Linked DNA regions of Capsicum annuum: region 1 is linked to region 2. Evidence: chromatin contacts called from public Hi-C data. All regions are on one chromosome and are shown on one strand. Each heading gives the region's core, a stretch centred on a gene start, on an enhancer-like site or on the middle of the called end of the contact. The rest is flanking DNA. Distances are from core to core; before and after follow the strand shown.

Evidence for each region. Hi-C and Micro-C count contacts between places; a contact is called where the count stands out from the background.
Region 1: a Hi-C map of bud shows a contact between it and region 2, with 3 times the contacts expected there. The contact joins the promoter of LOC107878276 here to the promoter of LOC107878275 in region 2. A contact is called at or near these places in 2 of 5 Hi-C or Micro-C datasets (bud and leaf).

Annotation. Positions count from the first base shown.
Region 1 is chr7:195,824,296-195,827,534 of UCD10Xv1.1, reverse strand. LOC107878276 (xyloglucan endotransglucosylase protein 6) reads right to left here and starts at 1,511. Exons shown (of 4, transcript XM_016725207.2): 1 at 1,244-1,511; 2 at 1,046-1,146; 3 at 408-601; 4 at 1-261. The coding sequence starts at 1,403.
Region 2 is chr7:195,490,358-195,493,398 of UCD10Xv1.1, reverse strand. LOC107878275 (BTB/POZ domain-containing protein At3g22104) reads right to left here and starts at 1,374. Exons shown (of 3, transcript XM_016725205.2): 1 at 738-1,374. The coding sequence starts at 800.

The sequences.
Region 1 (3,239 bases), core at 262-2,761, 330 kb before region 2:
TGACCATTGCTGCTGCAACGCTGAGTATTCTCAGCGACTGCAGCAGTTGCGGGGCACTCACAACCGTTAATCTCAAATCCCTTGTAGGATGCAACGAAGGGCGCGTGCGACCAATCAGTCTTTACCCTTCCGCCTTGTGTAGCCCAATCATCTGCATTCCATATTGAACTGTATACACCCATTGGTTGGTCCTTGGGGAATGGTATCCCTTTGTGCTCCAAATTCGAGTGTACACGAACTGGTGTCTCATCTACCAAGAATCTGTACAATAATTTAAAATTAAGTTATCAAGAAAAGACATTCTCAAAATATGCAAAAGGAATCTATACCCTCTAGTATTTCAATTCTTGAAAATTGGCACAAAGTTCAACTGTATATTTTATTCGATTTATAATTAGGAAACTTACACAACTTGGCGTTGGTTCCACAAGATGGAATAAGAGTGGAAATCCTTAGATGGGTCGAACCAAAGGTTCAATCTTTGTTCCCTGTTACCAACACCATTGACATATACATTGGTTTGAACAGTGTATGGTTCACCAGTTGTGTTACCAAGAAACTCAAAATCAAACTCATTGTGGGTTGGTCCATCTGACGACATCTGCATATAAAGTGAATTAGAGTCCGTAAGATAACTTATTTCAGCATCAACGATATAATGAAAGTATTACTAAATTGGAAAGACTAAGGTTAGTCAGTAAAGTCAAGCTACCATTTTTCACCCAATAGAAAAAAAAAATATTCGAAAGAGTGGGGCACAACCTGGACAAAAACAGTATGCTGGAAGTTTAAAAAAAATAAATTAAATGCTTGATTTATTGTAATTTAACAAGTTCATAGGATTAGAAAACAATGGCTCTATGCATGTATGTACTGAAATTTGATATAATGTCACACTACTTATATTGTCTGCCACTGGAAATTTCACCATTATATGGATTCAATGAAATGCACAAGTTATGAAATGCATTAGTGATTTAATGAACATGAAATGAACTACCAAGGACACTAATTTTGGATCGAAAAGAGTACTATCGTTACTTACATAGAAAGCAGTTACAGTTCCAGCAGAGTCACCCTCAACAAGCTTAATCTGAACAGTAACTTTACCAAACATGTACTTGCCCTTTGACTGAAATCCAGTACCTAAAAATATAACACGTACAATAACGTCAAAACTTGAACTAATGCCATATATATCATATGCATAACAATCTTTAATGAACGAAAAATTTTAAAATACCAGAAAGGCTGTCAAGTTTCATCCTAAGAATTTCTCCTTCAGTTGTCAAATGGTCAAAAGCCCAGCTAGGCTGATATAGCTCTTCAAATTTTGAAGAACTAACCAAGCCCACCATAACAAGAGAGAAAATACCCAAGAAAACACAACTAGTAGACCCCATTTTTTCCAAGATTTTCAGAGCAGAACAGAGAGAGTGAGAAAATCTTCTGCTTAGGTGAAGTGTGAAGAGGGCCAAAGGAAATTGAGTTGATTTTATAGCCAAAATGGGACAGGCTTAACCAAGAAGCCAGTGTCACGTCAGCAGACATTTATGTTACACTTCATTGTCCACGCTGGACCCGGTACTCGATGTGTCAGAGAGCAAAAACTCAAAATATTATAGCCGTTAGCAGTAAGAGCTTAGAGGATCGTTCGCTATGAAATAATGTAAAATATAATGTATTAGTAATATTTGTAATATTTGCATTAATAATATTTGTATTAGTTATGCATGTATTATTTTTATACATTATTTGGTTTGATATATAAGAAATAATACATTTTATATAATTTCTATAAAAAAAGTTTTTGTTTACAAAAATACCCTTCTTTGATCTTGTACACTTTTTTACAACAAAATTTTTTTGTCATTTCAAACATAATGAATATTGTTGAACTATTATATAGAGGTGTAGGATTAATTGCAAGACCTTCTTCTTTATACAAAAATGTTACGCTGACGAATTAACATAGTCGAAACAAAAATAAAATACAAGACGTAAAGAAATATTATCATAAATTTTTTTAATCTTTCTAAAGACTCTCGAAACAAAGTAAAAATATGTTATAGTTATTTAAATCAATCATTCGTTGTTGTAAATTCAAATGGTGGGAAAAGAAATTGTGAAATGTTTTGAAAAGATTCATTATCGCAAATTAAAATGACAGGAAAAAGAATGATGAAATATTTTGAGAGGAAAATTGAGGAGTATTAAGGTCATTTAATAAGTTAATGCATGTGTTTGAAGTATTTGTATTACTATTACATAGGAAATAAAGTGTATTACTAATACACACTTCAATATACAATAGGTAAAAAGTCGTACCAAACAAGCCATTAACAATATACATTAACTAATGCATGCATTATATTTTACAGTACACTCTATCAAATTATCCCTAATTGGTACAAGCAACAGTGATAACTTATCTAAAAATTATTTTTATGGTGAATTTATTCTGCATTTGACTGGAATAAAATGTTCGTATCACTCTATGATAGTCTTATTTATGTTATTATTTATTATATTAAAACCTATTGTTTTTTGTTTTTATATTATATTTTTTCTTAATTGTTATTTTACTCGAATTAAGAATCTATTGAAAACAGTTTCCTCATCTCGCCTCTAAAATAGTGATATGAAGGATATATATTTACCTTTCCTAGATTTCACTTTATGTGAATATATTGGGTATATTGTTATTATTGCTTATTGAAATAAAATCATAGAATAACTCGGAACCAAAGGATCACTAATTGGCTTAGCTGGATTTAAAAAAAGTTGGTCCCATGGTGGGGAACAGCACAGTAGGTATAGTCGCTGTTGAGAAAAGGATGAGTAGTAATGCAGACCAATGAGATATGAGCACGTGGAATAGTACAGCTGGTCACTGCAGTGTACAGTTGTCATGGGCAGTAGGCAGTTTTTAAAAGAGGGAAATTCTTTTTCCTTTCTAAAAGCTAAGTATTCGCTTCGCGTGTAGTGAAAAAAGACACTCGCTCCTTTAATTTGTACAAGTAAGGTTTGTCAAAATGGCCTTAATGACAAGAAGAGATTATAATGTACACCCTCTGCCTCTGGTCTATATTAATTTAATTTACGAAGCAATATATATCTATGAAAAAATAAGACATAAATTAAATGTAACTTTTCATGTTTGTCCCTATAAAATTAAATTAAAATCATAAATTCAGCAATTAAGTCTCTTTAATTTATCAACTAAAGTATAAAATATA
Region 2 (3,041 bases), core at 125-2,624:
AAGAACATTTAAACCCCATAATAATAGTAGCATCATCAATAATAAATGAGAGAAAACATATTTACATGTCACATTGGAGAAAAAAGTAGCCAAGAAAGAGAAGTAAGCTAATACAAACTTTAGCCCCACACATCAACAATGTAGGTACAAAATTTAATTTTGTGTTAACAAATGAGTAGCAAAAGTTAAGTACAATAATGTTAGAGAGAGTTGAAAGACAGCAAAGAAATATGTAGGAGAATGATCATGAACTTGAAAATAGCAAGAAATGGAGCCAGACAGACCCAAATTAAACAGAACACTACTTATGAAATTGCAGTCCGCTGCATTAAAACTCTCACTATGGACGTCCAGAGAAAGGGCTGGATTACAAAGGTCTATATTACGCGGTCTTATCCTGCATTTTTGCAAGAGATTAGTTTCACAACTGAAACTAGTTATCACCTCTTGATCACGACAACTTTACCAATTACTCCGATGCTCCCAAACACTATTATGAAAGAAAAAAATAACAATTTTGCATACAGTAATTGGACAAAATAGAGGATAAAAGAAGAGAGCCAAGAACAGAGAATAAGAAAAAGAAATAGAATAACATTAATTGAGAAAACAACAATTTGGACAAAGAAACAAAAAAGAAAGAGGGAGAACAAATTAACAATTTATTTGTTGTTATTTACAAAGACAAAAGAGAAGAACCAGAAAGCTTGAAAAAAAAAAAAAGAAAGAAAATTTACCTTATCTACCATAAAAATTTCTTCACCATTGACATCTACTTCAAGATCACAAGAAACATCCATTAGAGTCAAATTAAGAAAAATCCCACCTCAAATTAAGAGTACCTTTTGGAATTTACTTCAATAAAAGTACTTAAAACCTCATAAAAAAACTAATCTTGGGAGATTACCAACATAGATTTGAGAAGAAAACAAGAAGTTTATTCTGAAATAAGAATGAAGACAAATGCAAAAAGTTATGTTCTTGGAAGCCAAAAACTGAGAATAATAAGCTTAGAGAGACGAGTATGGGTGAAGCAAAGAAGTGAAGGGTGTGTGTTAAGGACAGAGAAATAACAGATATATAAATATATATAATAAAGGGAATTAAAAAAAAACAAAAAACAAAGAGAAATGAGAAGTCCGGTGTGTAGTTTATGGTTAAGACAAAGAGAGTTGTTGACTGCCCACTAATATGTATCTGACATTCCTGTCAATATATGAGTCAATTTCTGATAGCCATATGGCTAAATGAAGACCCTCCAGTAAGTATGAATAAATTTATTTATGCTCGTCTGTGGCTCCGAGTCGAGATTTATCAAAAATAACCTTCGTTCATTTGAGATAGTGATATAAATTGGCCTCCTCAGAGCTCTTGTTGTCGTGGTCTTTGGCTCTCAACTCTGGTGAACTCTTTTATGACATTTTCTTCGCAGTAATTTTCTTTCCTCAGCTGTCACTATATCTTTAAATAGCATTAACTTAATTATATACTTCCTTTAATTTATGTGACATAATTAGATTGGACACGAACTAAAAAATAAGAGAAAATTTTATTATATTTATTAATTTACCTTATTAAAGTTACTTTATTGTTATTATTTGATTGACTTTCTTATTAAATAGTAGAGCTGTCAATACGAGTTGGCTCAATTCTATTTGGGCTAGTTCACACGGACTTTGAGTTTGACAGGTCAGGTCGGACTGATTCATTAAAATAATGGACCAAAAAATATCAAATCCATAACATTACTCTGTGAGCTGCGGGCCTCACGGGCTCACTTTTTAAAAAATAATATTTTATAATTTAATTTTAGAATGTTAATAAACATAAATATTAACAGATAATATTGCATAGTGTTAATACTTGTTAATCAAGTCTCCAACACCCCCAAAAAATACTTCTAATTGCGAAATTAAATAACTTTTGGCATAATATCCTTTAAACCAAATAAAAATACTAATAAGCAATCTAAATAGTTGCATGTATTTGACTTACGGGTCAGTCCACGGGCTAGCCCAACCCACACTGCTAAGCCCTACAGGCCACGGGCTTATCCGGGTCAGGCTAAAAAGCCTTGTTTTTAAAGGGTCTACAAAAATTAAAGCCCAACTCCATCAAATTACAGGCTGGGTCGGGTCAGCCCAACGGACCTGACCTTTATTAACGGCTCTATTAAATAGGACTCAATAAGGAAAAAAAATGAAAATTGTACAATTAAATAGTTGTCAAATAAGAAAAGATTATATTCTTTTAAGGATAGACTAAAAAAAACTATGTCACATAAATTGAAACTGATAAAATAATAAAATTTAAATAATAATCAGAATAACAAGAGCATACCTAGTAAAATTTCATAAGTAAATTTCAAACATGGCGTAATTTACAATAATATTTAAATTAATAATACAATAAAATATTGGAGAAAGTGATTAGATAGAACATGACATTAGATAGAAGATTCTGGAGGATAGAGGATTAAGACAGAAGATTAGTAAGTAGTGTTATGTTCTTATTAGTAGGTGGTAGTGGTAGTAATGCTCGGATAGTTTTTTATTCGATGATTTATGTTATTATTTAATTTATTTATATTTGAACTATTATAGTGTTTTATTGTAGTTATTCTCTTATTGCTATTTATTTTTTTCTCTTTTTTTGATCACAATTTGGTATTTCTTATATTTTTATTATCTTTTTAGACTGTTTTAAATTATTTTTACTTGAGCCAAAAGTATATTAAAAATAATTTCATTTTATCTTTTTTAAATCTCATTTTATAAAATCATACTGAATATATGATATTGTTACACTAATGAATAAATTGTGAATTCAAGTAACAACAAAAAAAAAAAAAAAAAAAAGAAGTAACAACCATCCAAACAACAAGCTGCAAGTTACCTTGCGGATCAGTCACTGTATTAATTAATCTCTTTGTGCCGTATGATTTAAGTTGACGCTGGAGTATATTGTATTATTAGGCTATAATGACCCATTTGCCCCCTGCAAAGCACCTTTTCTGGAAATTGTTTTATTTGTTACATTAT